2 separate regions of the Capra hircus genome follow, and region 1 is linked to region 2. A link is a contact called in public Hi-C data. All regions are on one chromosome and are shown on one strand. Each heading gives the region's core, a stretch centred on a gene start, on an enhancer-like site or on the middle of the called end of the contact. The rest is flanking DNA. Distances are from core to core; before and after follow the strand shown.

Evidence for each region. A called contact is a pair of places that touch in the nucleus more often than the background predicts.
Region 1: a Hi-C map of liver shows a contact between it and region 2, with 8 times the contacts expected there. The contact joins the promoter of GLUL here to the enhancer-like site in region 2. A contact is called at or near these places in 2 of 5 Hi-C or Micro-C datasets (blood and liver).

The regions. Positions count from the first base shown.
Region 1 is chr16:62,101,729-62,106,969 of ARS1.2, reverse strand. GLUL (glutamine synthetase) reads left to right here and starts at 1,871. Exons shown (of 7, transcript XM_018060686.1): 1 at 1,871-1,983; 2 at 4,603-4,781. The coding sequence starts at 4,616.
Region 2 is chr16:61,794,046-61,799,795 of ARS1.2, reverse strand. No RefSeq gene overlaps it. Among named protein-coding and RNA genes, the nearest start is that of ZNF648, 15 kb to the right of the region's middle. Within about 2 kb of position 1,930, at least 1 of the 5 cell types and tissues checked has an H3K27ac peak or open chromatin away from gene starts, as enhancers often do.

The DNA of each region.
Region 1 (5,241 bases), core at 622-3,121, 310 kb before region 2:
CGCAATACCCAGAGTTAGAAAGTTGTACTTCATGGGTTATGGCAGGAAAAGAAATAATCTAATCCCTTCAGATTATCTTGGCCTATAATAATTACAATTATTGCTTTCTAGCATTGCTGTATGTGTGTGCCATCACAGTTAATCCTTACAATACACAAGGTAGCTGTTACGCCTAATTTGTAGCCAAGGAAACTGAGGCTTCAGGGCTAAGCATCCACCTGAATATAAAGCTGGTAAGAAGTCAAACCCAGATTTGAACCTACATTGCCCGACCTGAAGCCCAGCCTTTCACCATCATTTGAAGGATCACAAGTTTAAGTGCAAGTTTAAGGACAGAATACCTCACACTTGCAAGGCGACTTACCTGGTCCAGAATGTCACCTGTCTGAAACATACCAAAAGTTTCTGTTTGAGATGAACCTTGAGTCTGTCATCTTAAAGCACTGCAGTGTTAGCCACACTCCCACAGGGGAGGGATGTTGACCAAAGAGGCCAAGTTATGTGTGTGGTCACAGGCAACATTTCTTTTCCATATTTGTGGTACAAAAAAATAACCAGAAGAGCAAACTTCTTCCCTTCCTCTTCCAAAGCAACACGATTTCTTAGTTTTCAAACAGAAAATCTCATATACTGGGGCTCTTGAAAGGTGCGATAAAGGCTAGACACCATCAGGAGGATTCAGGCAATAAAAACAGTATGATTAAATCTTATCACTGGTAGCAATGAAGACACTATATTTATGTGTGTTGTATACATATATATAAAATTGTGTATCTGTTGACAAACATCCCTTTCAAGACTTTGTTCACACACACATTTTCTCAACTATCCTAATAAAGCTCTGAGGAGAGAAGAGGAAGGGGTACTGATTCTCGTTTTCCAGATTTCAAAGACGTTCAATAAATTACATGAAAAGCAACACCAGACAGAACTTAAATTTTTGACGTACCCTAGGTTTCAAAGGGGGAGATGCCAAGACCTCAATCCCCTGTCAGCTGTCCTTGGGAAACGGTTCGCACAGAGGATTTCAAATCTGTTGCGCGGCTCTAAAGGTCCTCTCTTGAACCGTTTTATTTGATTTGCAGAAAAGGGAACTTGGGTCCAGAGAGGCTGCAGAGTTGCCTCAGGTGTGTCTCCGCCCGCCGGGACCCTCTCCACGCAACGAGACAAAACACAGTGCGTTCACTACAAACGGGAGATGGGAGACTCCAGGTCACATCCCCAAACCCGCCGAGGAGGCCGGCCAGGGGGCTCTTTCCGGCCTACCTCCGGCAGCCCCCTGTCTGCGCCGCCCCCTCCGAGGCCGGCCCAGGCACCGGGGAGCCCGGGGCTACTGAGGCCCCCACCCCCCCGAACCTCAAGCAGGACCTGAGGGCCGGGCAAGGGAGTGGAGGTTCTCCAACAGCGAAAGGCAAAAGCTGGTGCCTGTGGGTTGGAATTTCCTCTGGGGCGTGCAGTGGGACCTGGGAAAAGAACCCTCCCTCAGAATATCTGACCCGGGGGCGCCGCGGGGGAGAGCACGCGGGGACCGCCCGGGGCCAGGCGGGCGGCGGCGCGGCGGCGCGCTGCAGCCCCGGCGGCGGGGTCCTTCCCGGCAGGCCCCGGGCCCTCCGCCCGCCGCCGGCCCGCCCTGCCTCGCGCCCCTCCCCCCACGTCCCCTCCCCCACCGCCCTTTCCCTTTCTTTCTTTCCCGGGTCCGCTCGCCCCCACCCGGCGGCGCCCGCTCGGCGGCTCGCCCAATGGCCGTGGTGCCGGGACGGTGCATCAGCTGATCCGCCCGGGCTCCGGGCCTCTGGGAACCAATCAGGGCGCCGGGGGCGGCCCCGGCCGCCGATAAAGCGTGCGGGGCGGCGGGCCGCCCTGCAGAGCAGAGAATGGGAGAAGAGCCAGCTGTCTAAGCAGCACCTCCCGGTCCTCCTCGCCTCTCTTCTCCTCACCTCGCTCTCGCCGCCTGCTCGCCCTGCCGCTTTGCTCGGCGCCTAGGTAAGCACCTAGCCGGCCCGGGAAAGAGGGCGGGAAGGGGGCTCGGAAGTGTGCCGCGCCGGCCCGGCCGCCGCTCCCTGACCGATCGTCTCGGCCTCTTCCCACCTCCTGGCCCTACTCTGCGCCCCGGCCTGGAGGGAGGTGTGTGTTGGTGGGGGGGCTCCTGCTTGCTTTCGCTGCCCGCGGGTCTGGGTCGGCGATGGTGGGGCGCCAGGCTTCGCGGAGGGCGGGGAGTTGTTTTGATCTTCCTTCAGCTGCTGGCGGCCTAAAGCGCCGCCCCTGGAGGTCGCTGGGCAGGACGAGCCGAGGAGCCCGCTCGGCCGTGGGGCGTGCGTGGTGGATGGAGCGGTCCCCCTGCGCGAGCCTCGCCCTCTTTCTCCGCGGCTGCGGGCCCCGGGGCGCGGTTAGCTGCCTGCGCCGAGGCCAGGTGCCGGGAGAGTCGGTGGTGCGGCCCGCTCCCGCCGCGGGGTCTACCCCTGTGACTGAACAATGGGGAGCCCGGGAGCGCGGCGTGGCCGGCGGGCGCGGCGGGTGGAGAGGCCTGGCTGGCCGGACAGGGGCAGCAGCGGAGCGCTGTCCCTCCGGCGGACTCCCCAGCTACCGCCCCCACCCCCACCCCGCCCCGGCCTTGGAGGGCTATGGCCCCCTTGGCAACGCCCTGAGATCCAGACGGGGGCCCAAGGGGCGGGGCGCCGACTTTTGGGACGTTTCAGTGGGAAAGGGCTGCTCTCAACGTGGATTTTCCCAACTACCCTGGGGGCGGGAAGCGGGGATGCTCCCCCAGCCGCAAATCCGCGAAGAAGAACGCGAACGAAGATGAAGACGACCTGGAATCTCGGTCCTCGGGGTCCCCCTCCAACAGTTTCGGCTTCGTCGCCTACTCGGTGAATGCTGGAGAGAAACCGCGAGTCAAGATCAAGTCGACTCAGGAGCCTTCGTATTCCTGCTCCACCCGGTGCGATTCCGACCGCACTTCGACTCCCTCTCCCTCTCCGTCTCCCTCGCCCAGAAAGCTCCGGTGCGTGGACCAGCGAGAGCCGGAGACCCACGAGAGGCGCGAACGCCACTCCAAAAGGAGAAGGGCCAAGGAGGGCATCATCGATACCTTTGATCTTACCTGGCTGGGGTGAGTGAGGAGCAGGGATCCAGGACGCTGCTCCCACCACAGCTGCAAGAAACCGCTAAGGACCGCAGAATCCCAGCCCTCCATCCCCCCCCACCACGTAAAATCTCGACATCTCGGCGGCACTAGTTGATAGAGCAGGCGGCTGTTGGCATCCAACCTGTCACGGAACCGAGTTGGCATCACCGAAAAGAGCAGGCCCCCGAGGCTTAAGGGAGAAAGTGTGACTTGAAATTGGAGGTGGTAACCGGTGGGAGAGGAAAGCCAGGGATGGGGTTATAGCTGGGAGCTGAAAGGGTCTGGGATTGCTCCTACTGGCTTTTAAAGCCAGGATGGGCGATGGGCATAAGGGGTGGGATTTGACTGACCAAGTCTAGAGGGAGTCGGCAAAGATTGTCTGCTAACACAACTTGACAGACAGCTTCTCTTCCCGGAGGGGAAGGGTGAGGCTGTTGCAGGGAGAAGCAGTTGTTTTCAGCTGGGCAAACATGGACGGTTGCCCATAGAAACTTTGCCACTGTACTTCAGAAAGTTGCCCAAGTCATTGGAGGAGAACAATATGTTCCCTCTCCAGCCACCCTGGGCGATCAATGGGGGAGGGAGGAGGTAGGACGTTTCCTCTTTGTGTTGGGGTTTGGTTCTGTGGCTTCAGTGTCTCTTCTTTGAGAGGTTTTGCGGTGGTGGCTCACAGATTTTAGCGTGCCTCAGCTTTTGAAACCCCAGATCTTTTTGATTTAGAAGTGGGAATTTCTTAATTAACTTAAAGTTCTTTGGTGGAATCTGGTCACTCTCAAACTTAAGTCTACTCTCTGAAATGAGAACTTTGCCTCAAACTGATGGAAGTCATGCCAGTGTGTGTCTTAAAATCCAGGTTGGATCAAATGTACCAAAGTTACACATTAGTCGTTGTTAGGAAGCCACCAACTCTTAAATCTTCTAGCTAGCCCCGGTTTCCTCCTTCCAGCTAAATGGGAATGGGGTGGGTTGTTTATTTGGAAGGGTGGAGGAATCTTCAAAAGAACTTTTTATTGAGGCATCCTCTGGGGTGTAAGGGAAAGGGAGAACTTAACCAAGAGATCATAGCAGCCAAGCCCTTCTGTGGCCGGATTTTGCTTGGAGATGTCTGTTCTGCAGACTGTTTCTGAACTTTCATATTTTGTTTTGGGCTCACCACCCCCCTTCCCCCCAGTATCTTAGTATGAAAAATGAAACAATTCCTCTACCTCTGACAAACCGCAAAAATAGAACTTAGTGCTCAAAAGTTTAGATTCTGGCTTGAGGAAGGGAATAAGGAGACTTTTGTTCAGTATAAAACTTTAATCTCCCTGAAAGCAAGTTAAATAAATGTACTGTACTTTTGAGTGTGTGACTTCCAAAGGGAGGGGCCGCCACTCCCACTGTGACTTCTTGATTTAATTGTCCTTATTGCGTTATTCCTGCAGAGGATCTGTTTAGGGTTGGTGTTCTTATTTTATTTTTTTTCTGTCTCTCTTCAGAACACCTTCCACCATGGCCACCTCGGCGAGCTCCCACTTGAACAAAGGCATCAAGCAGGTGTACATGGCCCTACCTCAGGGCGAGAAAGTCCAGGCTATGTACATCTGGATCGACGGCACTGGGGAAGGACTGCGCTGCAAGACCCGAACCTTGGATTCTGAACCCAAGTGTATAGAAGGTGAGAGGCTGGGTGGAACTGAGGGGGGGTTGGGTGGCAACTTGAGACCAAGCCACTAGATCTGGCCTCTTTATTCTGATGTAAAGCATTTCTAAGGCAGGACTTTATAGGACTTTATTCAGTCAACATTAAGCTCCTACACTGCCTCCAAGCATGAACAATGGACCCCTTTATTTAAACTGAGTCTTGCACATCTAAAGAAAAAAGATGGAGTCTGGGGGGAGTGGCATTGGGAACTTTGTTGACTTGGGCATCCCATCTCAGTCTGACCTAAGGTACCCCTAGGAACCCAGTTTGAAAACCACAGCTCTAACCTGACTATTCCATCTGCTTTACAAACTCTTTTGAATGTTACGTAGGTTCTAGATGTAAAGCAAACACCCTAAAAGTGGTTTCTAAGTAGAGCTACCATCATGTGTTTTTAGTTGATGCACTTTAAGAATTCTTAATCTGGCTGATT
Region 2 (5,750 bases), core at 681-3,180:
TCCCAAACAGGGTTGAGGCTGGGTGAACCATGGCGGGGGTGGGGTGCTGGTTGTGACACCGGCCTCCAGCGCTGCACGCAGTCCATACACCTACACCCGCTCTCAGGGGCCCATGGGGTGGCCAAGAGGGGGAGTCCCTGCTGGACTCCCTTTCTTTGTCTTACGCAAACTTGGAAGAATGGTTAGCGCGGGTAATACATTCAGGGTGGAGCGCAGAGGTGGAACACAAGGTTTTACCCATGCCACGGGCCCCCCTTCTCCACCCTGCCTGCTGTCCCCTCCAAACACCCAATCCCCACTAAGCAAAGACAAGCTAGTCACTGAAGAGGAGAAGCCCTCAAAGTCTCACAGCATGTACCCTGGGGGCAGGAGAGGAGAAGGTGAGGAGGTCCTTGAGGGTGCGGAAGTCCCCAAAGAAGGGCTTTCCACCTCTCAGGCTGGTCCTCCTTTGATTTCAGGATGTGGCTTTGCCAGGCTGGTGTCAACCATGGCCACACCATAAGCCCAAAGACTGGGTTTGGGGGTGCTGTGCCTGCTCTGACAGCAGGTCAGCCTCCAGCCCTCTGTCTGGTCTGGGGTTTGATGTCCCTCTCTAGGTGTGAACTGGGTCCAGGGAGGAAGCCAGGGCCCCCGACTCCATGCATCCTCACTCCTGGGTAGCTCCATACACTCCGGCAAGTTGTCCTGGGGATGAACCAGGAGCATCAACAAGACCTCCTGTCGACCGTGATTGGCCCATGGCCAGCACGGACCCTTTCCTCCCACCCAGAATATCCCAGGATTGACTTGAAGAAAGTTCTGATACCCTGCTGGTGACTTTTTACCTAATCCCTCCTTCAGGGCTCAGATCCATTCCCACCTCCTGCATGAAGCCTTCCTTGTCAACGGCAACTTGCCGCCATCTTCTCCTGCCCCTTCTGCATTTGCAAGAGTTCGCACCACGTCTCTTCCCCGGGCTTTCTTCACCACTTCCTGTGCTCCTCGTCTTGTCAGGTCCTTCTCAGACCCTGCTCTAGGGGTTGGGACGGCCCATGGGATGCCTGTTCCTGGTTTCCAACACAATTGGGAAGATGTACACAAATGGCCATTTCACTTGGCGCCATAAGGGAGAGTCAGAGAATGTGCTCCAGTGGGTGGAGCAGGAAGACAGACCACAGGGAGGCTGGACGGGGGCCTCACAAGCAGCATCTGAGAGTGACTTTCAGAAACACATAGCATTTGTTTTCTTTTTCTTTTTAATTTTTGGCACACACCGCAGGGCATGTGAGATCTTAGTTCCCAATCAGGGATCGAACCCAGGTCTCCTGCCCTGGCAGCGTGGAATCTTAACCATTGGACCACCAGGGACGTCCTTGAAGCACATAGGATTTGGGTGGCAGGGGCCAGTCTAGGAGGAAACAGGGAGAGCCAGGAAGGCATGGAGGCAGGAAGTGGTGGACGGCAATGTGGGGCACCATCAGAGTGGGTCTCCACCAGGCCAGCTCTTTCAGGTTGGCTGATTGACACCTGAGCTCCCCTCCTCGAGAGCTTCCCCACACTGGCAGCTTTGTGCCCAGGGCCATCTGGGAGCAGTGACTTGCAGGGGTGAGGGGTGCCAGGAATAGCTGCAGGAGGAAGTGGAGGCAACAGTGTGGTCTCCTGCTGTGAACACCCAAAGTCAGTACCCCGTCCTCCCCAGCCCAGAATTTCCATGCAACGTGGGCCCCTGATCAATACCAGGATGCCCTCCATGGGCCTCAGCTTCCTGGGATGTGCTGGAAATAACCGCCTACCCGAGAGGCGATGGAGCTGGCCACTAAACTGTTTGCTTCTGCAGACTTGTCAACAGGCCCTGCAGAGGGGTTAACGTTTAGCTGGTGGCGAGAGGGCTGGGTTCTCTGGCTGCAGCCTGAGCCGAGGCAGGTGGAAGAACAAGGTGAGTGGCAGGGAGAGCACAGTGGGAGCACAGAGCACAGTGGGAGCACAAGGCTGTGCCGCGGGCACTGCTCATCCTTCACCAGCAGCCAGCTCCTGGACGTATCTGCTCAGTCTTCCCTGATGAAGTTCGTGCCTTGGGCAGAGTGGTGGGCGGTAAGCTGAGCTGGATCTTTCTAACTGATAGTCAATTTTGTGACTGAAGGGCTGGCCTATGGAATCAAATCAGGCAAATAAGAATGTGGTCTGCTGATGGCAAAATCACCTGGGGTTTCCCAGGGAACCTCCATGAATTATGATTTAGTGGTTTTGGGTGACACCTGTGCTTTTTTTTTTTTTTTAAACAAGCATGCAAGACCTGTGGATCTAAGAAAGTGTGGAATAAGGCTGGATCCGCAGATGGTTACAGATCCTACTGCATGTAAAGCTGCTGGTGTCCTGACCTTGTCTGTGCCTCAAATCACCCTGAGACTGGCCTAGAGAAGGCCCCCTGGGGCCTGCCTCCCACAGCAAGATGTCTTGTAGCTTAATCTGGGGAAAGGAGTCCCTCATCGGAGGGGCAAGGCTGCCACCTGCTGGTCCATTCTAGAAATGTCTCCTAGTCTCAGATACCTGGTGTAAATAGAGGTGGGGAAGCCAGAGGATGTGGGCATGCCCTCCCTTTCCTGTTCTGCCTTTGAATGTCCTGTTCTGAGAGCTAGTGTCCCTCAATCTTGCACCTCTTCTGGTGCCTCCCATCTAAGCCCATCTTCTCTGGGCAACCACCAGTCAATAGGCAGATTCTGCGGACCCACCTTCTTGCCCGGAATTCCGTTCAGTCTAGTACCTACTTGATACGGGCCAGTTGCAGGCTGGCCAGACGGGCAAATAATGCAGAGAGTTTGAGAAGTGAGGATGATTCATGAATATGCGCCATTTCTATCTGAGGTGACATCTGAGCTGAGAGTAAGTGGGAGACAGGCAGGTGGAAAACAGGAGAGGAGATTCAAGGCAACAGGGCTAGCAAGCTAGGCTATTTGAATATAGAAACTGAATTGTCTTATTTTTAATCCACTTCTTGGCTGCCCCCAAAAGGATGGAATGCTAGCATTTCTCCTCAATTTCTCAACAAATTTAAAGATTATGAGACAGGGAAACAAGTTTTTCAGTTACTAAGATTAGACTTGGAGTTTTAGGGGCCTCCAGGTTTGGTGTGAAAGGACAAGAGAGAGGCCTGGGTTTGAGGGAAGAAGCTGTATAACCAGAGCAAGCAGGAGGCAGAGAAAGCTTCTCCTCTCTGCAGAGTTCTTCTGGTCCGATGTGATAAGGGCTCCCAGCAACCACCCCCAACCTGGCCCTGCAGCACCCCAGGGACTCATCAGGCCCCAGAGGGAAGCGGCCAAGGCTCTAGGATGTTCTGCCCTCCCAGCCTTGCAAAGAACTCTCAGGTCCCGAGAATGGCAGTGAAGCATCCCTGAATCTGCAGACCTGTGAGCCCCAGCTGTCTCTATGGTAACCTGTAGAGACAAATGTCCAAGGACCAGATCCATTGGTCCTATGAGGGACTCTTGGACCTTGTCATAGATCAGAAATAGAGAGATATGCATTCAAACCACAGTGAGAAAACAAAGGAACTCAGTGTTCCTGCACACCAGGGTCTGTAGCAGATGCTACTGATAATAGGTACGAAGAAGGTCAAGACACAGCACCGGAATCAAATGGAGAAGGCGGACCTTTTGAAGAGCTGGTTAATAAAGCCGTCTGGGTGGTGGGTGGGAGGCCAGCTGTCCAGGACGTTCTGTGGCTCCGTGGTTGCAGAATCCCAGTCAAATGTTTTTCCCCAGGACAGCACTTGGCCTTGTTTTGTGCCCCAGAAGGCTGGGGTCATCAGGCTCCCGCATGCCAGCTCTGAACTTGTCCTGGGGTGAAACACAGTGTGGGCCACATTTGATCATGTTCTGTTTCTGCTCATAATCCTTGAGCAAAAGAATCATATACCTTCTAAAGACAAAATAATCACCCTTAGCACGTCCCACAGGCCCGCAGCATCAGCCCCTCTCACCTTCTCTCACTCAGCCATTGGAAGGGGTCCCAGCTCCCCACTTCTCTCAGTAGCCTCCCACCCTCTCTCAGCTGACTCCTGCTCAGCCTTTAGGCCTCTGTTTCGTCATTTTCTGAATCCCCACCACCACCACCACCACCATGGCTGAGTTGTATGCCTCCATGTGCTTTGGATTTGGCCCATCGTGGCTCTCAGCAAACTCACACCACCTGCTCACTTCCTGATATGTGTCAGGAGGCTGGATTCCTTGACCACAGAAAGTGTGTTTGTGAAATACTGGTACCAGCACTCACACTCTGATTTAAGAAGGGTGTTCAGCAAGGTTTCTTAGAGGAAATAATACTCAACATGAGATCTAAAGGATTGGGGTAGGGTCAGAGGTGTGATTTTAAGCCTATGCCAAGGCCCTGAGGTTGCAAAGAGCTTGGCATGTTTGAGAAACATTCCAAAGACTCTGGCTGGAGTGCAGAGATGGAGTGAGCAGGTGGTCTAACCACCACCGATAGAAACACTATTTCCTACCTTCACCTCTTTTTCCCTCTTTGCTCTCTTCTGGAGCAGTTCCATGCAGCCTACTCAAGGGGTGAGTTATTTTTCCTTTCTACATCCCTCCTACCAATGGGTAGTGCAGGTGTCTTCTTCATCTCTTCTTGCCATTTCACGCCATTCTTGTAAGAATTTCTTGGCTTTGAAGATCAAATCATCAGCCTACAGCACCCACCACCCCTCCTTGGCATAGTCTCTCACAAACCCCAGGCCACTTTCTTTCATTCATTCTTTGGGAAGGGGGTGGGAGGTGGCTGCACTAGACCTTGCTGCCTGTGGGCTTCTCTTGCTGTGGAGCATAGACTCTAGAGAGCGTGGGCTCAGTAGCTGCAGCATGCAAGTGTAGTTGCCCTGTGAAATGTGGGATCTTAGTTCCCCAACCAGGGATCAAACCCATGTCCCCTGCATTGGCTTGGCTTGGCTTGGCTCCCTAACCACTGGACTACCAGGGAAGTTCCTCTTTCATTCTGTATGTAGATCTTAGCACTTGGCTCACTGTCACTCTTACCAACGCCATCATGTCCTAATTTCTGGGACTACAGCTCCACCTATCTGGCCTCTGGGTTCCCTGAGCTCCTTTCCTCCAATCATCTCGTCCTCCATCCTATTCAGTTCAGTTCAGTTCAGTTGCTCAGTCATGTCTGACTCTTTGTGACCCCATGGACTGCAGCACGCCTGGCTTCTCTGTCCATCACCAACTCCTAGAGCTTGCTCAAACTCATGTCCATCGAGTCGGTGATGCCATCCAAGCATCTCATCCTCTGTCGTCCCCTTCTCCTTCTGCCTTCAGTCTTTCTCAGCCTCAGGGTCTTTTCCAATGAGTCAGTTCTTTGCATCAGGTGGCCAAAGTATTGGAGCTTCAGCTTTAGCATCAGTCCTTCCAATGAATATTCAGGATTGATTTCCTTTAGGATTGACAGGTTGAATCTCTTTGCTGTCCAAGGGACTCTCCAGAGTCTTCTCCAACACATAGTTCAAAAGCGTCAATTCTTCAGCACTCAGCTTTCTTTATGGTCCAAATCTCATATCCATACATGACTACTGGAAAAACCGTAGCTTTGATGAGACGGACCTTTGTCCGCAAAGTAATATCTCTGCTTTTCAATATGCTGTCTAGGTTGTTATAGCTTTTCTTCCAAGGAGCAAGCGTCTTTTAATTTCATGGCTGCAGTCACCATCTGCAGTGATTGCAAGAAAATAAAGTCTCTGTTTCCATTGTTTCCCCATCTGTTTGCCATGAAGTGATGGG